Linked DNA regions of Mus musculus: regions 1, 2, 3, 5, 6 and 7 are each linked to region 4. The links are chromatin contacts, called in public promoter capture Hi-C and targeted proximity ligation maps. All regions are on one chromosome and are shown on one strand. The core of a region is the stretch at or near the end of the contact, and the rest is flanking DNA. Distances in the headings are between cores, read along the strand shown.

Evidence for each region. Promoter capture Hi-C pulls out the DNA fragments that hold promoters and counts their contacts. Capture Hi-C pulls out chosen DNA fragments and counts their contacts.
Region 1: a contact with region 4 is called in a targeted proximity ligation map of astrocytes, with 8 times the contacts expected there. A contact is called at or near these places in 2 of 39 promoter capture datasets (hippocampal neurons and liver) and 1 of 130 datasets of targeted methods (astrocytes).
Region 2: a contact with region 4 is called in a promoter capture Hi-C map of adipose tissue, with 2.9 times the contacts expected there. A contact is called at or near these places in 6 of 39 promoter capture datasets (the 3T3-L1 cell line, cranial neural crest, hematopoietic stem and progenitor cells and 3 more), 1 of 484 Hi-C or Micro-C datasets (B cells), 2 of 130 datasets of targeted methods (astrocytes and embryonic forebrain) and 2 of 9 other capture datasets (adipose tissue and liver).
Region 3: a contact with region 4 is called in a promoter capture Hi-C map of liver, with 2.6 times the contacts expected there. A contact is called at or near these places in 3 of 39 promoter capture datasets (hippocampal neurons and liver).
Region 5: a targeted proximity ligation map of astrocytes shows a contact between it and region 4, with 5 times the contacts expected there. A contact is called at or near these places in 2 of 39 promoter capture datasets (hippocampal neurons and liver), 1 of 484 Hi-C or Micro-C datasets (B cells) and 1 of 130 datasets of targeted methods (astrocytes).
Region 6: a promoter capture Hi-C map of liver shows a contact between it and region 4, with 5 times the contacts expected there. A contact is called at or near these places in 5 of 39 promoter capture datasets (the 3T3-L1 cell line, cranial neural crest, hippocampal neurons and 2 more), 3 of 130 datasets of targeted methods (astrocytes, differentiating embryonic stem cells and forebrain) and 2 of 9 other capture datasets (adipose tissue and liver).
Region 7: a targeted proximity ligation map of embryonic forebrain shows a contact between it and region 4, with 4 times the contacts expected there. A contact is called at or near these places in 5 of 39 promoter capture datasets (the C10 cell line, cranial neural crest, embryonic stem cells and 2 more), 3 of 130 datasets of targeted methods (astrocytes, embryonic forebrain and embryonic stem cells) and 1 of 9 other capture datasets (liver).

Annotation. Positions count from the first base shown.
Region 1 is chr19:4,036,655-4,039,356 of GRCm38.p6, reverse strand. It overlaps Gstp1 (glutathione S-transferase, pi 1), which reads left to right and starts at 1,445. Exons shown (of 7, transcript NM_013541.1): 1 at 1,445-1,494; 2 at 1,737-1,772; 3 at 1,961-2,067; 4 at 2,166-2,253; 5 at 2,566-2,669. The coding sequence starts at 1,494.
Region 2 is chr19:4,124,652-4,127,351 of GRCm38.p6, reverse strand. It overlaps Tmem134 (transmembrane protein 134), which reads right to left and starts at 1,392. Exons shown (of 8, transcript NM_001078649.1): 1 at 1,312-1,392; 2 at 1,152-1,310; 3 at 231-295. The coding sequence starts at 1,326. It also overlaps a transcript of Aip not described here.
Region 3 is chr19:3,985,221-3,987,993 of GRCm38.p6, reverse strand. It overlaps Acy3 (aspartoacylase (aminoacylase) 3), which reads right to left and starts at 1,424. Exons shown (of 8, transcript NM_001302479.1): 1 at 1,383-1,424; 2 at 1,043-1,171; 3 at 689-943; 4 at 71-263. The coding sequence starts at 924. Gm52386 (a long non-coding RNA gene) reads left to right here and starts at 2,233. Exons shown (of 3, transcript XR_003952881.1): 1 at 2,233-2,773.
Region 4 is chr19:6,978,984-6,981,759 of GRCm38.p6, reverse strand. Fkbp2 (FK506 binding protein 2) reads left to right here and starts at 1,296. Exons shown (of 6, transcript NM_001166368.2): 1 at 1,296-1,366; 2 at 2,619-2,776. The coding sequence starts at 2,623. LOC114841036 (Uncharacterized protein LOC114841036) reads left to right here and starts at 1,320. Exons shown (of 6, transcript NM_001370419.1): 1 at 1,320-2,446; 2 at 2,619-2,776. The coding sequence starts at 1,510. The coding sequence ends at 2,310.
Region 5 is chr19:4,230,624-4,233,323 of GRCm38.p6, reverse strand. It overlaps Pold4 (polymerase (DNA-directed), delta 4), which reads right to left and starts at 1,431. Exons shown (of 4, transcript NM_027196.4): 1 at 1,136-1,431; 2 at 772-861; 3 at 465-576; 4 at 1-110. The coding sequence starts at 1,232. The coding sequence ends at 86. Gm45928 (predicted gene, 45928) reads right to left here. Exons shown (of 4, transcript NR_132309.2): 2 at 772-861; 3 at 465-576; 4 at 1-110. All of the region lies in intron 2 of LOC102631992 (a long non-coding RNA gene), which reads left to right.
Region 6 is chr19:4,190,819-4,193,518 of GRCm38.p6, reverse strand. Ppp1ca (protein phosphatase 1 catalytic subunit alpha) reads right to left here and starts at 1,345. Exons shown (of 7, transcript NM_031868.2): 1 at 1,248-1,345; 2 at 643-774; 3 at 267-497. The coding sequence starts at 1,302. It overlaps Tbc1d10c (TBC1 domain family, member 10c), which reads left to right and starts at 2,472. Exons shown (of 10, transcript NM_178650.3): 1 at 2,472-2,500; 2 at 2,684-2,700.
Region 7 is chr19:4,174,118-4,176,817 of GRCm38.p6, reverse strand. Carns1 (carnosine synthase 1) reads left to right here and starts at 1,339. Exons shown (of 10, transcript NM_134148.2): 1 at 1,339-1,424; 2 at 1,787-1,813. The coding sequence starts at 1,811. All of the region lies in intron 3 of Gm17552 (a long non-coding RNA gene), which reads right to left.

The DNA of each region.
Region 1 (2,702 bases), core at 196-2,695, 2.9 Mb after region 4:
TCTGCTTACCTTGCTGGTGATACGTGAGTTTTGTTGCCCCCTACACATACAAGCCAAGGTGAGTTAACAAGAGTTCTCAGAGTAAGTAAGACACCGAGGAGAAGATAAAATCTTATCTAAACAGAAATCTAACTTTTAGTGGATTTTGTTTGCTTCTTCTTTTTTTTTTTTTTTTTTTGTCTTGTTCTTACTAGCCCTGAGAGTTAAAATTAGAAGGATTATCGGGCTGAAGAGATGCCCAGCAGTTAAGAGCACTGACTGTTCTTCCACATGTCCTGAGTTCAATTCCCAGCAACCACATGGTGGTCCATAACCATCAGTGATGGGATCTGATGCCCTCTTCTGGTGTGTCTGAAGACAGCTACAGTGTACTCACAAACATAAAATAAATCTTTAAAAAAGATGTCACTAGGGGTGATTCTTTTAAACCAACTGAAAAATCATTCAGTTTTATGTAATGAAAGTTTTACACAATACAGAGATGTCATAACAGAATAAAGACTCCAGATTCAGTAAATGTGCACCTATGTTATGTGGGGCTTGGATTGGCCTGTTTAAAGGTGGAGAATCATACAGATGAATTTTTTTTCTTCACCTTATTTTTTTGAGACAGGGTCTCTTACTCAACCTGGAGCCTACCTGTTCATCTAGACGGGTCAGCTAACAAAACTCAAGATTTGTCCCTATTCTCACAGAGCTGGGGTTCCTTTTTTTTTTTTTCTCCTAAGACAAAAATCTCATGTGTAGCCTTGGCTGTCCTGAGATTCACTCTGTAGACCAGGCTGGCCTCAAACTCACAGAGATCTGCCTGCCTCTCTTCTGAGTGCTGAGATTAAAGATGAGAGCCTCCGCCACCACCTGGACTAGAGTCGGGATTCTGTATGCGTGCTGCACCCTTTTTATGTAGGTGCTGAGGTGAGAAGAAGGTGCTCGAACTTGTGTAGTACGTACTTTACCTGCTGCACCATCTCTCCAACCCTGTTAGTCTCGTTTATTTTTATCATTTATTTGGTGTTTGTGTCGAGTGTGAGGAGTTAGGATAACAATTTTCTGATTACTCCTGGCGAAGGTCAAATGATCAAATGAAGCTCTTTGGGAGGAGAAAGAAGTTGGTGAGTTAAGGATGGCCACTAGTGGAATCTACTACAGAGGTTGGTAGATGGGGACAGGCAAAAGGCTGACAGAGTTGCACATGCTGCAGAAAGCTGTCCAGCTCCAGTACAAAGTGGAAGGGAGCTGGACACACCCTTCTCGGAGCAGGACCAAAAAATGAACCCAGCACCGCTGCAGACTCGGGTCCCACAAGCGAGTGTCCCCGGCAGGAGGCGGGAGCTGCAGAGCTCCGCTACCGGCTTCTCTCTCCAACGTGTTGAGTCAGCATCCGGGGCGGAGCGCGATGCCCCTTATAAGGCTGGCGGCCCGGTGGCCTACGCGTGCGTCCTCACTCTGAGTACCCCTCTGTCTACGCAGCACTGAATCCGCACCCAGCAGGCAGTGAGTCCGCTCCGCACAGCTTCCCAGGACAACCAGCTTGCAGCTGTCGGGGCCTGGGCTCGCTCACGACTGGCGCTCTTTGCACCGGGCAGCTTGCAACAGGAGCCTGGGGCGTGGGGTGGGGGATGGGGAGGCGTTTCAAACCAGAGAAGGGACCCGGGAGATGGGGTGGGAAAGTGTACCACTCTGAAACCTAATCATTACCCCTTTTCTACCTAACATTCTTCTCTTGTCCACCCCAGTGCCACCATACACCATTGTCTACTTCCCAGTTCGAGGTAAGACCAAATGACTGCAGGAAGGGGAGGTCTGGGGTAGGGGTTGCAGCCCACCATTCCTATCCTCCATGAAGAAATTCCAGTTCATTTTTTATTCTCCTTCTGGTTGCAAGTGGTCCTTGTACTTGAAATTGCTTTGAGGCTGGGCCTGAATGCTGTCCCCAAATCCTTACCCTGACTCCATACAGGGCGGTGTGAGGCCATGCGAATGCTGCTGGCTGACCAGGGCCAGAGCTGGAAGGAGGAGGTGGTTACCATAGATACCTGGATGCAAGGCTTGCTCAAGCCCACTTGTGTGAGTGACACCCGTAGTGGAGGGGGCAGAGGTAGGGCCTTAGGAGGGCTGTGACTGGGAGGCAGCAGCATCACCAAGGTTCTTGTTCCTCCCTCCAGCTGTATGGGCAGCTCCCCAAGTTTGAGGATGGAGACCTCACCCTTTACCAATCTAATGCCATCTTGAGACACCTTGGCCGCTCTTTGGGTAAGTCCTGAACCCAGGTGGTCCAGCTGGTGGGCAGGGTGGTGGGGGGGGTATCAGTTATTGTTTCAGGGGGTATCTGCCCAGCTGGCCACTCCCTTTTTAGTTTTGAGTTGACAGAGCAAAACAGGGACACACAGAGATTATTCTTGTTCAGGCTGCATCTGTGGTCTGCCTGCCATGGCTTCCTGTTGCCTTTCATGAGCTCGGGTCTCACATGACTGCCCATATCCCCTCCCCCAAGACCTCGACCTACCAACAGCCACATGCCTGAGGAAATCAGGGATCAGTCATGCTGTCTCTCTCAACCCGTAGGGCTTTATGGGAAAAACCAGAGGGAGGCCGCCCAGATGGATATGGTGAATGATGGGGTGGAGGACCTTCGCGGCAAATATGTCACCCTCATCTACACCAACTATGTGAGCCTAGATCCCGGGGAGTGGGGGTTGGGA
Region 2 (2,700 bases), core at 143-2,642, 2.9 Mb after region 4:
ATTAAACTGAGGATTCCTAGAAGACAGAAAGCCTGGCATTGATAAGGTGGAGGACCGGGGCACTGGGGTAAGGTGACCCAGCTGGACAGCAGATCCCATGAGAGAAGCAGGGCTAGGAATCCCTGTAAGACAGGTAAGTGCATCTGGTTGGGACTGGGCAGGTCCTTGCAGACAGGAGCCTGAGACACGGGGCCTGGGATAAGAAGGGTGGGTCCCCACCTGGCCCTGACCTGGTGCTGACTCCCCCATCCGGCTCCGGAGAGGCCTGGGCTCCGTCCTCATCATTTTCCAGGTTCTGTTACAGGACATAAGGTTCAGATAAGCTTCAGGAATGGGCCTTTCCACTGCCCTCTGGGGGGAGGAGAAAGGCAGCCTGACAGCTTCTGCCTGGCACATCTGGCAGCTGCTCTCCTGCCTCTCCCTGCCCTCCCAGCGGAACCGGTTTGATGATTCAGAAACCAAAACCTGGGTAGGAAGTAGGTGGCTGTTGGGGGCTTCAGCACAGAATCCAGCAGGGGTGGGCTGCCAGCATGGATCCCAGGAGCAGGTGACCACTCAAATGAGGCTCTCAGGATTTTTCAGGGACCCAACATAGAGACTTTGGATTTGGTATAGCATAGCACAGGCCTCTGGGTCTTACGTCCTAAAGAACGATAGGGTTGGGGGAAGCTACCTGAGACAATGATTTATGGTGTGGTTTAGTATGAAGAGATGGGCAAACACATCATGTGTGGGGACCTCCACTTTTAGGGTGATTCTCAAAGCAGAGGGGATGCGGAGGCTCCATAGGTCACGTGATCTGGGGCTCAAGGGATGCTGTAAATATCGACAAGGTCTGGTTCAGATTGGAAGTACTCCCCAAACTCCTCGGAGTGATATTGGGGTGTCAGTCTTCAAGACAGGTGGGTTCTACACTGTTGCTAAGGCCTGGGTTCCTAGTCCGAGTTTCCGGCTCTCCACAGCTGCACTGGAACCGAACTCAGAGCTCAGAGGGCAAGGACATAAATCTGGATGAGCAGACACGTCTAGGGGACAATTTTCCGCTCCGCTGGGGTCTCTAGGCAGAGGCTCCGGAGTTAGAATTCTCCGGGGCCCGGCCTGGGGTTCCGCCCTATCCTGGACAAGAGGGTGAGACGAGCAGGGCCGTTCACCTGGTAGCGTAGCCGGGACTGCTTGTCTTCATCAGCCACCTCGAACCGAGCCCGGCGTTCGAAGTGCAGCGGCCCGAAGCGGGCGACCCCGCTGGACTCGGGCTCAGGCCCCGCGTCCTCCAGGGTCAGCTCGAAGGCATCATCGATGCTAAACTGGGGGCCGGGCGGCGCTCATGGCCCCCGCCGGCCTAGGCGCCCAGCGCCGCCGCCATTTGAGCCCGCCACGGCCCCGCCCACCAAACAGGGCCCGCCCTCACAGGGCCCGCCCCGTCTCCCTGGGAGCGAAGATCTGCCCTCTACAACCGCCCCGCCCTTGCCCGCTCCTCCTCTGCAGGCCTGAGCAGCAGAATGCAGAGTTGCTTCGGGATCGCGTCAGAGTCTCGCGGGTAGCGGGACTCGCGGCGCCCCCCAGAGGTTCCCTTGGTGAGCGACAGCCCCGGCTGTGACCAGGACCGATCTAAGCTTGTGCTTGTAAGGGAGGGGGGAGGGGAGGAGGGGGGACGGAGGGACGGGGTGTGTGTGGTGTGTGTGTGTGTGTGTGTGACGGGGTGTGTGTGGTGTGTGTGTGTGTGTGTGTGTGTGTGTGTGTGTGACGGGGTGTGTGTGGTGTGTGTGTGTGTGTGTGTGTGTGGTTGCTTTCTCTGCCCAGGGGTGTGAGGTGTGTGTGTGGTTGCGTGGTGTGTGTGTGTGTGTGTGTGTGTGTGTGTGTGGTTGCTTTCTCTGCCCAGGGGTGTGAGGTGTGTGTGTGGTTGCTTTCTCTGCCCAGCAGCTCAAACCTCATGAGGTAGCCTGGATTCCAGTCCGCACTCCAGTGCCATAGAAACTCTTGGACCTGTTCCTCCATCCTACTCACCACAGCTTCCAATGGAGGGGTGTCCTTGTCATTTTTCAGATGTGGACACTGAGGCTCAGAGCTTATATTGTTTTCTCCAATTCAGAATACATGGGGCAGCTAAAGTGATTAAAAAACAATCTTTCTAGCACTGAGTCTGCATTCCCTTCTATCTTTTTTTCTTTTTTTTTTTTGGTTTTCTTGGAAGAGGAGCTCCCTATTTAGCTCACTCTGGCCTTGAATTCCTGATCTTTTTGCCTTAGCTTTTATAGTACTGCTTTCTCTTCAGTGCTCAGGAGTGTTTGGAACTGAATAGATGTATAAATAATAGTAAATATCGGTGGCAGTTTGTCAAAGTGCTACGTCTGAAATTTGAACCCATATCTTTCTAGCTTACAAAGTGTTTGCCCTCCTCCACGTCCAACCGCCCTCACATTTTATGATCTCCCATAAAGAACTGAGTCAACCCAACTTCTCATTTTATGGTTAAAGAGGCTCCTCTCTAGTTGTGGTCATTCATTCCCCCCCCCCCATTCCCTCCATCCCCATCTTCCTCCCCTCCCCTTCTTCTCCCAAGACCTGGCCTCACTGAGTTTCAACCCAGCCTGGCTCTTACGTGGCATTGTCTTCTGTATGGATGTGTTTGCAGTGTACAAACATGGGCTCCTGTATCAAGTGCATTCTGTTGTTTACATTTTTCCATTTTTCCACTCAGTG
Region 3 (2,773 bases), core at 175-2,674, 3.0 Mb after region 4:
CTGGAGTACCTCAGGTGGCACTGGTCCCTCTGCCCCCTCCCCGCCCTCCTTCCTGCCCCCTAGGGACCACCTGTAGGTAGTGGCACAGGTGCAAGTTGAAGGAGATGTTGGATTCAGAGATGAGGCAGACTCCAGTGTTTGCTGTGGTGTTGTGCAGGTCTAGGGTAAAGTCAAAAGCCTGGCCTGTGCCCTTGGGACCCAGCAGCTGGTTCAACTCTCGGGCTCTTTTCACTTCATAGGGGTCATCAGGGGTAGCGGTGGAACTGTGGGGAAAGGAATGGGGGACATCAGTCCCCATCATCTCAGTCTCCCTTTCCTTGGCTAACTTCTCACCTTTGGTGGGGGAGGGGGGAGATTAGCTGGATGCCACCTCCTACAAGAAGCCTTCCCTGACTTCTCTTGGTCAGGCTGGATGCTCCATGTAGTCCCACCTTCACCCCAGTCTTTTTCTGTGCCTCCAGTAACCTGAAGCTGACATGTTGGTCCTGTTCCCCATGTATGTCTCACTTCAGCTGGTAAGAGTCTGGCCTACTGGGCAGACTTCCTGGAAGAGGTGACATTGATCTGGATCTCGCTAAACCATATGGTCATTGAGAAAAGACAGAGATGCCTTGCTAGCCACTGTGACCAGTCTGTAGGGATGCTAGTACCTGGCTGTGGACCGGCCAGCCTGGCTGAGGGTACTCACCCAAGGAAGGTGAGGGTGCAGGAGCGGTTGAGATCACGGTCCAGGTAACGGCAACAGGCAGCTGTGGCTGCTGGGTTGGCCAGAACCGGCATGGCTGAGAAGCTGGGTCTCTGCAGCTCCCCTGGGTTCTGTAGCCAGTACCGGGCCAGGTAGACACCACACATCTCATTCCCGTGGGTGCCTCCAGTCACAGCCACACGGAGCAGGGGCTCCCGGGACCCAGGTAGGGAGGACATCTCCCAGTGTGGGGAAGAACTGCACAAGAGATGTGGAATCTAAGTATCCAGAGCCTGAACAGTAGGGTGAGCTCCCCACAGAAGAGTCTGAGGCAGGGGGATGCCAACTGTGACCCACCTGTACCCAGAAGCCAAGTTCAAGACACCAGCAGCCAAATTTTTGTTCCCCCTTGCAACCTCAGTCCCTCTTCTGGAATGTTCTGAGGGTGAGTGTCGCTCTCCCCACTTTTCTCTCTGAGGACCTAAGCTGAGAAGGGGGACTCAGACATTCAGAAGGTCGACTGTTCCCACCCACACGACTGTCACCACAGAACTATTTTATAGATGGTAAAGCCAATGCCTAGCTTTCCAGGGGGAGAAGACTGTCACCCCCTAAGCTGTGCAGCAAGTGTCTGGATTTCAGGCCACCTCTGCACCCTCCTCTGAACTGGTCGGGAGCCTCTGCCAGAGCCTCTTACCTGCTGGTACGAGCCTGGGCTTCCCTAGGCCACAGGCCTAATGTGTCCACCCCCTAGGAGGCTGTATTTATAGGCCCGCAGGTCCCAGGCAGGAAGTGTTTGTTCCAAGTAGGCGGAGAACTGGAGGCGGGAGGCTGGGCTGGGAGCCAAGCAGCCAAAGTTCGCAGGGCCCCACCCCTATCCCCTAAGCTCCGCCCCCACTCCCATCAGCTTAATGGGTCCAGGTCTCTGGGGCAGGTTCCTGTCCTTGCCCTCTCCTCTTTCCCCCGGAAAAGGGACAGTTTTACTTGCAAGGGTCTCTGGGGACTTCTGCTGGAAGCTGCGCTTGCCCAGAGATTCCTGACTTGGAACCATGTCTCCCAGTCCTCAGAAAGGACTTGGCTTTGCACTGATGAGTACTGGTGGTCCACTGCTTGGTCCTTTAAGGGTAGACAAGGCCTGCCTGGTGTCCACTCCGATCCATGCAGAGAGGTGCTTTCCTTGAGGCTACTTAAGGCAGACAACAGTGGGCAGTGACTTGATTTTGGCCACAGCAGCCCTGTACTTTGGGGGCCACCGGAAAAGGAGTCCTCTTCCCTGCCACCTTCCCCTGCACCGGCCTGTCTTTGCAGCCCACAGCCACCTATTTAAAGCTGTGATCTATGAGGTTCAAATCTTACAGCTCACTGATGCTTCAAACAAAACCGCAAAATGTTTTGCCTGGTCTTTGTGATGGCCTTCAAGGACACTGTAACTGAAATGACTTTGTTTACTCTGCTTTGGAAAACAACCCTCAGGCCCAGTCTACAGATGTGGAAACTGAGGCTCAGCAGAGGAGCAAAGGGTACACTGAACACAGGGGACAGTTGGAACTGGAAGACAGAGTGATCCTTTCCATTCCCTGAGACCTCCGTGGGGGTCCTGGGGAAGTCCTGGTTCCCTGACCCTCAGCTGTCCCTCCTACTGAGCTCAGCTGTCCTCTGGCAGGAGGCAAGCACTGTTCAGAGGTCGCTGAGGAGAGAGGCAGTGAGCCATGCAGCCCACTGAACCATCGGATTAACTATGCCTACTGACTGCACTTGGCCTCCAAGGTCAGGCCTTGTGTTTCAGGATGTCCTGACATCCGGCAGGAACTAAATCACTCTCGCTGTAGGTCCAAGCTTACAAGACAGTTTGGACATTCTGGGTGGCAACCTTATCAGAGCTGCTTAGATCACACTCTAGCCTGAGTCTGCTCTCTTACCCTCCCCCACCCCATGGCACTGTCACTGTGGGGACAGTGGAGCCCTGTGGCTCACCTTTGTTCTCACGAGGCCTGCCAGCTGTCCTTTGGCGAAGAGCTGGAAGCGTGCAGTGTGGCCCTGGGCGCCCTTTCTGCAGTCTGAGGCGTCAGCGGAGAGAGGGTCGAGACC
Region 4 (2,776 bases), core at 47-2,546:
GAGATTCCTAACCTACTTGGTCCAGGCTCAGTGTCTACCCTTCTCCACTGTCCTGGGTAGTGTGGGAAGGCTAGCGAAGCACCAAGGCTTTGGCCTGCTACAGAACATTCAGGGACAGAAGTAACTGAAAGTAGCCGCCCTAATGAAGGGACTGACACTGAGGTCATGATCTTGGTGGTATCAAAGCAGGAGTAGGGTAAACTAAAGAATTCCTCAAGATGATGATCATCACATAATTACTTACCCATCCATGAGAGTCTCACATAGCCTGCATGACCTTAAACTTCCTGGCTTCATACATGTTTGGCAAATATTACTGATTTACTGCATCTTCAGCCCTGATGCTGCTTTTGAACTTTCTCTTTTAAGAAAATGTCTCCTGTATCCTAGGCTGACTCAGAATTCTTCATGTAGCTGGAATGTCCTTGAATTTCTGATCCCTCTATATCTACCTCTAGAGTGTTGACATTACAGTCATGGGACAGCACACCATTTTTTATCATGTTTAAATAACTTTCTCAGCAGTGATATTGGTGATCATGCTCTGGCTCAGTGAAGGTTAGGATTTGAGAGCTAAACATTCAGAACCCACTAAGCTTCATCAGATATGCAGTATGCTTCTCTTGGGGTCAACATCATGATTATCTTCCATTGGTATCTGAATAAATGGTCTTAGCAGGGCAAACGGCCTAAGACGGGTATGAAATCACTAGACTCCATAGCCTAACTCAGGTTTGGCTTCCTCTAAATTTCAGGATCTTTAGGTTAGAGAATGTGTCTCCTGGGCAGTGAATGATAGACCTGGCCCAGGAGACGTTTGTTCACCCACAGATGAGACTTGACACTGTAGACCACAAGATGAAAGGGGTCCGCATAGCTCAGGGCCATGTGGTATGGGTGTCATAGAGCGCACCACCAAAAGAACGAACTTAGTCAAGGTCACGCAGCCAGCCAAGAAATGAAAGAACTAAGATTCAAATCCGGGTTGTCGCTCCGAACCCCTAGCCTCTTCCCACAACAACTACCCAAAGGCGTGCCGGTCAGGAAGTCAGCACGGTGCCTGCTAGAACCCCTCCAGGCGCGTGCAGTCATACTTGCTTGACCATGTCACCTTGGCTGGAACTGCCTTCTGTCTCTCGGACACAACTTTTGCCAAACTAGACCCGGAATCTGAACCCCGGAAGTGACGTTGTCACGCAGTCACTCAGGAGGCAGGGCCAAATGAGAAGCCCCGCCCATAGATGCAGCAGCGGGTTTTGGACGGTCCAATGAGGGCGGGCAGCGTGTCCCGCCCTGTAGCGACGAAGACGCGCCTGCGCAGAAGTGACAGCACGAGCGGGATTGGCTCCGGGGGCGCGGCGAGGAGGTGAGCGGGGGGCCACAGCCCAGGCTGGGGGATCCGGGTGCAGGAGGGCAACCTGGGGCAGGCCGGCCTGAAGCGGGCCGGAGTCCGCGTGCCAGCCAGGGGCAGCAAACGAAGGAATTGGGGCTGGGGTCCGGCCTCTGGCAATGCCGCAGGGGGCGGGCTCTCACGCCGTACGGGGCGGAGCCCTGGGGCTCGGGGCGGGGCGCGGAACAGCGGTGGGAGGGACAACGGAGCCAGTGCGAGTTGAGGGCGGAACCCAGTGGCCCATAGCTGGAGTAGGAGGCGTGGGGGGCGGGGCTTGGGGTTTAGAGGAGGAGCTGGAGCAGGTGGAAAGTGGAGCCTTTGGCTCGGAGACAGAGGGCGTGAGATCCCAGTCGTTGGAGGTGGGACTTCAGTCAGTGAGTGGCGTGGCCCCTCTGCTGGAGACTAGGTCTAACATTGCGGAGGGTGGAGCTGCAGGTCAGGGGGCGGAGCTTCACGCCGTAAAGGGTGGGGCCAAGGAGCCTTGCGCAGAGCTAAGCTTGAGCTATGGCCGGGGGCGTCCACGCGGGGGCGGTCTCCGTGGTGGCCGCGCCTGGGGTCGCGGTAGACCGAGAACTCCCCCTGGAGAGGTGGTGTGGGTGGAGCGAGCTCGGCGCCCTGCTGACTCTGAGCCAGTTTGGGTTCCCCGGAGGCCCCCAAGAGCTCAGAGTTGGGGAGGTGCCCCTGGTGGAGGAGGCACGGGGCCGGACTGGGGGGTGCCCCCGGAGGACCGGGGCTCCTCAGAGCCACCTAGTGGAGATGTGTGGGTGCCTCGGGGCCGAACACCTGCAGCAGCCGCAGATGTGTGGGTGTGCTGGACAGGGGGCAGCTGGGTGTGGCGGGAGTGGGGTCGTCCAGTCGGGACAAATCCGGTGCAATCAGATAGGGTTTGGACTTTGCGTAAAGGGGCTAGCGGGAACTGAAGAACGGAGATGGGGACTGGGAGGGAGAGAAGGTCAGGTAGTGAGCAAAGGGAGGGGGCACTGGCTGCTGTGGCCTCCCCTGACCCCCTCCCCTCGCTGCTGGGGTCCTCGGTCAAGCCCCCTTCTCACTGGACTGGTAAGTGTGGCTACAGAGCCCAGGGGAGGGGGTGGTGACCCAGGACTGTGGGATTCCCCAGAAACAGGCAAGATATAATGGGGAGTTGGCGTCCTCCTGATACAGACTGAAGACGTCCCATGACTCCACCCCCCAGTTTTTTGGTTGGGGGTGGGGTGGCCTTTGCCTACAGAGACATGAGGCTGAGCTGGATCCTGACAATACTGTCCATTTGCCTGAGTGCCCTGGCAGCAGCCACGGGGGCCGAAGGCAAACGGAAGCTGCAGATTGGAGTGAAGAAACGTGTGGACCACTGTCCTATCAAGTCTAGAAAGGGAGATGTCTTACACA
Region 5 (2,700 bases), core at 182-2,681, 2.7 Mb after region 4:
TGGAATGAGCAGAGCAGGCCATGATGTCTGTCCTGAAGTTCTTGGTGGCTAGGAGGTGCCCAGAGAAGGACAACGTGGGGGTACCTCAGAGTGGGTAGAGATGCCACAGGCTGTGGAAGACAGGGTGGGAGAAGGAAGTCATAGCCACATCAGTTCTGTTCCTTGATGGACTGTCTCTAGTTCTTACTTACTTACTGCCTACAATCCTGTGGCTCTGGTGAACACCTCAGGACTCATGGATAGCTCCATGGGCCCTAGATATACCCGTCCCCCACCATCAGCTCATAGAGGTAAGGATCATTATCGAGATCTATCTCGAGCCAGACTCTTCTTGCTTGACAGGAAGGACCGTCTAAGTCTGTTCCCACTTCTCCAAGTCAAGGTAGCCCCTACGTAGACCAAGAGGGTGGCAGCTCCTGGAGAAGTCCCTGGTTCCCCTGAAAGCTGTCCCAGCCTATCCTGACCTGCATTGGAAGTGAGGGTCTTCAGGGTGTGCCTTCAACACTTGGTACACCTCTAGGGGGGGCTTCAAGCCCATCTGCTCTGCCCGACTCCAGCGCTGCAGCCTTGTGATACCTGCCATCAGGAAAAGAAGACAGGATAGGCAGGAGAATCCAGGATAGTGGACATGGACGGCAGTTTCTTGAGCCTCCATAGTCAGTTTCAGGAGACAGTGTCCAAGAGCTAGGCAGGATTACTTTTGAGACACATTGATAACAGAACTGATTCAGAGATGTGCCTGATGGGAGGGACTGGAAATGGGGTGCTCACCTGTACAAGGCCCATACTGCCAGGCCAGGTCAAACTGCCTCAGCAGCTCCAGCTCTGTTTCCTCCTGGCTGAGGGACTGGGTGTCTTCCCCTGCAATAACATGTGGTGGCTCCTCAGGCACATCCAGGCCTTTGCCCTACCCTGGACTTAGAGCTGTGACTCTATATCCTGGCAATCTCCCCACCCATTTGCCTTTGCCATCCAGCAGACAGACAGCTCATCGGAAGTGCGAGACATGCTAGCTTCCCTTTTTAGCCAACACACACACACACACACACACACACACACACACACACACACACACACAGAGTCCTTTCTGGTCACTTCATGTCCACTCTTCCTGCCACCCCCACATTTTAGAGACCTAGCTCGGGTGCCAGCTCTCCCTTGCTGTGCCCAGGGGGCCCCTCCCTCTTCTTCACAACAGGATAGGAGTCAGTGATGAACCGCTTCCGACCCATGGCGGCCACCCAGGCAGGCGGAGCAGGAGGCAAAGAAAAGGCAGGGCAGCGGGCCTGTGAGAGACAGCTGCTGAGAGTGAGAGAGGGGGCCAGAGAGAGATGGGCCAGCAATGGACAGACAAGTTGACCCAGACAAGCAGAGAGAGGAAGTCCCTAGGTTCCAGGGAATGACGCCTGTCTTCCGCCCCCACAAGCACGCAAACATCAGAGACCTAAGCAAATGGCAAACGGCCTTTGCGGGGCGGGACCTTAATTCTAGCCAATGGCAATCGGCAGAAGACGGGGGGCGGGGTAGCTGCTGCTGCGTTTCGAGTGAGGAGGGGTTAGGCGGAACCAAGAACCTGTCAAGATGCCCCAGACTTCACCACCTCCTCGGGTTTCTCATTGGTCCACTTGGGTCCCTTGGGACATATAGAGAGTTATCCTCGGCCTCTCACTTCCCGTTTTTCCTTCCTAGGCAAATGTTCTTTTCAGCCTCACTAATCCCCATGGCCAGTTTTTAAGTCCCCTGAGAACCTTTTTCTCCTGCCGGTTGGCCCTAGAGCGCTGTGGGATCAGATCTGTAGGTCCAAAGAGAGTTTGGACTAGTCCAGGTCCTTCCCTGCTGCTCTTACTGGCCCCAGGAGACCTTGCTGGAGAAACTCATGAGCTCAGAAGGCTCCTTTCTCACAGTCTGCTGGCAGAGCCACTGTCCACCCAGCCCAGGCATGCGGTTGCTGTGGCCGCTGTCAAGTCCCACAGCCTGCCTCTGTCCACTTTGCTAGTCAGGAAGATTCCATTCCAAGCAGGACGCCAGAAGTATAGTCTCCATTCTCCATGGGTTCATATCCCCAGTTCTTAACTGACAGATCTGCTCTGTTTTTTTGTTTTTGTTTTTTTCTGAATGTGTATCATGAGCAGAAAATAATTTCAATAAACCCAACCCTCATATTGGACTTTCCATGTGCCGAGTTCTAAGCATCTCCCACATGCTAACTCAAAATAGATATCAAAAGAGTTTTTTTGCAAGTGGGAAGTGTAGGCAAATTGTGATCAGTGCTCTTAGTAACAGCTACTGTGTAACTAACTAGCTTCCCGTGTGCTGCAGAAGTGCTCTTAGTAACAGCTACTGTGTAACTAACTAGCTTCCCGTGTGCTGCAGAAGTGCTCTTAGTAACAGCTACTGTGTAACTAACTAGCTTCCCGTGTGCTGCAGAAGTGCTCTTAGTAACAGCTACTGTGTAACTAACTAGCTTCCCGTGTGCGGCAGAAGCTCCCAGGCTTGCGCGGTAGAGAGAGGGACATACACAGTCGTTAGTCCTGGACAGGAGAGCAGGAGCACGAATGCCTTAGAGCTGGAGGAGAATGGTAGGCATTGGGAGAAGACCTCAGGAGGTAATTGCTGTAAACAGCGTCTCTCAATTCTCTACCCATGACCTTTGTTTTGGGGCTCCTGTCATCACTGACTCACCCCTACTACCACCTCCCC
Region 6 (2,700 bases), core at 96-2,595, 2.8 Mb after region 4:
GTTTTATTCATACAGGCATCCTAAATGTTTACTAAGGAATGTACTAGAAGGGGGTGTCATCAGGCAGGGCTGTGGCTTTAGCAAATGGGCAGCCCTGCATGTACATCCATTCACCAGGCCCCTCCTGAGCGCCAAGGACGACAGACGTGTTGCTGGGGCCCTACAGGGCTCATCATTGGGGGTCTTTTGGCACTAGACCAATGTAGGGGGCCCATGAAGAGCAGGGAATGTAGTTCTGGGCAGACAGCAACATTCAAAGCACTTACATTCATCATAGAAGCCATAAATGCGGTTGATGCTGGCACACTCATGGTTCCCACGAAGTAGAAAGAAATTCTCCGGGTATCTGATCTTATAGGCCAGCAACAGGCAGATGGTCTCCAAAGACTGCTTGCCCCGATCTACATAATCCCCCAAGAAGAGGTAGTTGCTCTCTGGAGGGAAGCCACCATACTCAAACAGCCGTAGAAGGTCATAGTACTGGCCATGGATGTCACCTGGGAACCAGAGAAAACTAGGTAGGTGCAAGATGTAAACTTGACCCCAGGGCCAGCAATAGGTTAAAGGGTGGAGGAACACGGTTAATGGGGCACGAGTAGGGGCTATTTTCAGGAAGCAAAAGGGTTCTGTGCAAGGATTTACCACAGATCTTGAGGGGCGCCTCAAGCTCCAGAAGAATGGGCTGGCTCAGGAAAATCTCCCGGGATTTGAGGCACAGACCACGGATCTCGTTCTCTGTCAGCTGCACGTTCTTCCCAGGCCGTGAGCCCTGCACTGAGTACGGAATAGGGTCTTGGGACCCTGACCTCGCAGACCGGACGAGGGTAGGTGTCGCGCCCCCCTAACAGGGGCAACTGTTGCAAGTGAGCCCCCACCCCCTCACCCCGAAACCTTTGCGTCAGGCCTTCAAAGGCAAGATCCGACCCCTTAGCCACCCGGAGGGCCTCCAGAGAAACGCCTGTGCTCAGCAGCCTGTCAGCCGAAGCTTCCTCGCTTCGGGATCCCTTCCCAGCTAGCTTCGCAGGAGCCTCACCCTGAGTCCCGGGCACTCGTGCACCCCCGGCCTCTGAGCGCGCTCCAAAGCCCAGGCGCCCGCGGGGGGGGGGGGTGCCGTGGCCATGGATCCTCACGGCCTGTCCCCGCCCAAGCGACGCTAGCCCCCGGGAGCGGCGGGCCGCCCGCGCGCCACTTCCAGACGGCGAGGGGCCCGGGCTCGGCGCGAGCGCACCTTCCCTACCCCTGCCCACCTTCCAGCAGGCGCCCGATGATGGAGTCCAGGTTGAGCTTCTCGCTGTCGGACATGGCGGCGCCGCCGCTCCGGCCCACCAGCTCCGGGCCCTCTCCTGCCTCCCGCCCTCTTACAGCCTCCTTCCGGCCTGGCTCTCCTTCCGCCCTCCCCAGCCCGCCCCCGGCCCGCCGCCCCTCCTCTTCGGTCGACCGCCCCGCCCCGCCCTGCCGCGTCCGTAGTTCCCCGCTCTCTAGCGCCTCCCCTGGACGGGAAGCTCCGCAGCCCGAGAGGGCCTCGGGCGAGCGGGCGGGGCTGGCAGGGGTGGTGAGCCGGGGTTCGGTAGGGCGGGGTTAGGTCGGCTCCACCCTGGAGGAATCGCCCTGCCGCGTTCAGATGAGTTAGGGCCGGAAGTACTGTAGGAATTGTTTTTCTCTTTCCAAGTCTCTCCCACCCCAGCCCTGCGTGGGACTGTGGTATGAGCATGTTAATCGCTGACTTCTCAAACACTAAATAAATTCCTCGAAGTGCAGAAAAAGAAACTAAGGCTTAATGATACTGAGAGTGGGCTCCAGACCTCCGGAGCCTCACATTCACCTCCATCTTTATGGCCAGACCCATGAACACCTGCTACTGAACTCTAAGCAGTGTTTTGGTCCAGGTTGCCTTGGTGCCTGCTACGTCCATTTTTTTTCCATAAGTGATGTAATACGTTGTATCTCGTTCATGTTGTAAGTCCTTTGTAGAGTACTTGGACTTGTCTAGCATGTGCAAGGCCTGAGGTTCCAGCTCCGGCTCTGGAAGGAACATTAAAGTAGGCTTGGTGTCGTAAACCTATAATTCCAGTGCCTGAAATTCCTGCACTCAGGAGTCTGGACACAGGAGGATCAGAAGTTCAGGGTCATCTCCTGTCTGGGCTACATAAGACCCTGTTCTCACACTACCCCTTCACTCTCAAAACAAAACAAAACAAAAAACCCGGGGCAGGGGGTTGGAGGGGTGGGATGACATTAAAGGATAATTATTATTGGAACCATAAATTGGTTTTACTTGGTAAAACTGAAGGTGGCCTGTCATCTTCAATTTGGGCCAGCCAGGGAATCAATACACCCAGCATCCTCTGGATGGGAGGAGGTCGTGGCTCTGGCACTAGGGCAAGCAGGAAGAACCTCACAGAGGAAGGGGGGAGTCCCCCCACCAGGGAGGGGCCCCCAGCAAGCTGCTGAGCTGAGACTGAGGAGGAAGTGAGAAGAAGAGGTGAGGTGCAGCAAGGAGGTGAGCCGGGCTGCTGGGGTAGGGGCCAGGCTTGGGGCTGGGGCTCTGCACAGAGACTTGGTCTCAGGGTCTACCCGACTCCCCAGCAAAAGAGGGGGCTTAGTCCCCTGTGACTGAGGACTGGTGGCTGGAATCCCCAGCCTGAGTCTGGCTGTTCACACTGGCTCTCTGTATGTCTTGCAGCCTGTGACACTGGGGTC
Region 7 (2,700 bases), core at 90-2,589, 2.8 Mb after region 4:
AACATCCCCCTAAGATGGTGTTTGGGGTATCTGTGGGTTTTTGCACTTGGGATCTTTCTGCAGGTCATTGCTGTCACTATCACTGCTATCTATACTCCTGTGTGCTGGCCATTGTGCTCTGTGCTTTATAGGTCTTTTCATACTTAATATCTACTATTCTATGAGGCCTGTGGTGGCATTATCTATGTTTAATAGTAATGATAACAAGGCTCAGAAAGATGTTAGGTGACTTCTAAATGTGAATCAAATCCAAATCAGAATCCTGACTCCTCCTCTGTGGTCTGTCTGAGATACAAGTATGACCCCATGTTCTTTCCTTCTAGCTGACTTTCAGACGTTGATTGGTCTGAAGTTCCAGTCTGCCCCCTTATATTTGCTGTAACTTATATCCATATAAATGTCACCTAGTACTGTCACCTCAATATGTCCAGAGTCAACCTTAATGTCATTTGTCTACAAATTTCTGTTTCCAAGGAGTGCTGCTGGCCCCTTAATATTCTCCTTGCCCAAGATGTTCTTGAGAACAGTGGAGGTTCTGGGGATGAGGCAGGGGAGGGAGGGTCACAGTGTTTGCTACAAAGGGCACTAGGTGCTATGGCTGAGGGCAGCAGGAAAGGGAGCTTCAGGACTCAAACCTTAGCTCTCCAGATCCTGCAGCCCAGAGGCAAAACTGGAACCTACTAGTGGGATAAACACTGGCAGACTGCATGAGCCTCCAGGTATGTGTGTGGTTCTCAGAGAGATGATGGCTGTAATCCCACTTACACAAATCAGGTGTGTGGGCTTCTGGGAGCCCTGCTCCTGGATGTTGACCCTGCCATGACAAGGAGTATAAATTGCTGGCTTCACACCAGCATTTCAATCGGCTGTCCTCATGGTACCTAACTGGCAGAGATCCTGGCTCAGGAAGGACGTTGTAGCCAGGGGCTCCTGACTAGGACTGACAGCTGCCTGGCTGGGAGCGTCGGGAGCTTTGCTTCATCTGAGGGCAGGGTGGAGCCAGTGCCCCAGGCAGGCGGCTCCAGTAACATGCTGGGCTCACTCTCCCCACCATGCCGCTCCTCCCAGTCCATAGCTTTCCCTCTGTTTTTCTCCTTGTGGGTCTCACTATAGATCCGTCTGTGTCTGGATAGTCCTAGGCTCTGGTTCAGGGTTGTTTGTGTCTGTTCTATGGATTGCCTCTCTTGTCAGTCATCAGATCCCAACACCCTCTGGATCACAAGTCCCTTGTCCTAAGCCTGGGCTGCGGAGGAGGGAGCCTCTGGGGAAAGGAGGAGGCGGGGCTCCGCCCCGGGCATGGCCAGGCTCACTATATAAGAACAAACCACTTGCCACAGTGTGTTGTGCTTCCTTCAGTGCAGAACTCCCTTGTTTCTGCTCACCAGCCTGCCTGCCTAGCCTGGTCCAGTTGCTGCCAACAGCAGGTACCCGGTTCCTGCCCTGCCCCATGGGAGCCAGGGAGTGGGGATGAGCGGGGACATGGGCTGGGCACCCTGAGAGCTTGTAGAGCTTAACACTAATGGGACACATTCACGGGAACCCTGGTCACCCCACCACCACCACTGCAGGGTTTGAGCCAACACCCCAGTTCCCAGCATTGCTGGTGTAACCAGGGGTAGAGATGGCTCTTGGGAATCCATGGAACAGAAATTGGTCTTTTTCCTTGAGGGTGGGGGTGGGGCAGGGATAAGACATAGGGTGTATGGGCTCCTTGAAGTCTTAAGGGCTGAAAGGTCAGATAGGAACCAGGTTGCTCTGATCCCTGTTTTATTTCTCTGTCCCATAGTCTCTCTGCCTCTCTACCTCCAAGATGGTGAGTCTCTTGTGGTCCCTTCCCACAAAGGTCCAAGTCCCTGGATAGAGGGAGGGCAGGGGCTGGCACCCAGAAACCTAGCCCTGAGGACTGTCAGCTTAGACCCCATAACCAGCTCCACCGCTTGACCCCTACCCAGTGTACCAGGCACTCACCCGTGCCACATTATCCCCAGGAAGTAGGTGCTGTCAGCCCAATAACAGTTCCTCATTCCAATACCACCTATAGAGTACCACCTAGCTGCCCAGCACTGGTCTGAGTTGGGGACACTCAGATGAGCTATGAGTCCGTCACTGACATCAGTGTACTTTCCTAGGAAAGGATACAAAGAATTCAGCCCTGGTGTCCTGAGATGCAAATGAATGGCTGAGGTCCAGACCTTGGATGTCCGGGCCATAGCTTACAGTTTCTGAGCCAACAGATGATTCCCCCAGGCAAGACAGAACCCATAGGATGGGAATAAGACAGGCACCAGGTAGCCACCAAGCCAGAGAGAGCTAACAACCTGTTCCAAATGGTGGCTCAGCCTATCTCCTGAAAGACAGGCCCAGGTGCCAGACTTGTATAGGCCAACGCACAGCAAGGAGTAATATCCCCATTTCTATCATCCTAAGGTTCCCAGCCTCAGAGAGGGGACTGGGGGGTCCTATTCCTGCAGACTTCCTGCAAAGGAAATAGTGCCAGAATTCCATACACTTGTAGACATGTTAAACCAGGTGTGGTGACACATGCTTTTAATCCTGGCATTCAGAAGTCTGAAGCAAAAGGATTGCCAGTTCAAGGCCTCCCTGAGCCACACAGCAAACCCATCAACCAACCAACCAACTGGACCAAACTAATTTGCTTAGAGAATGCTTGCCTGGCACACAGTGGGCCCTGGGTTCAAC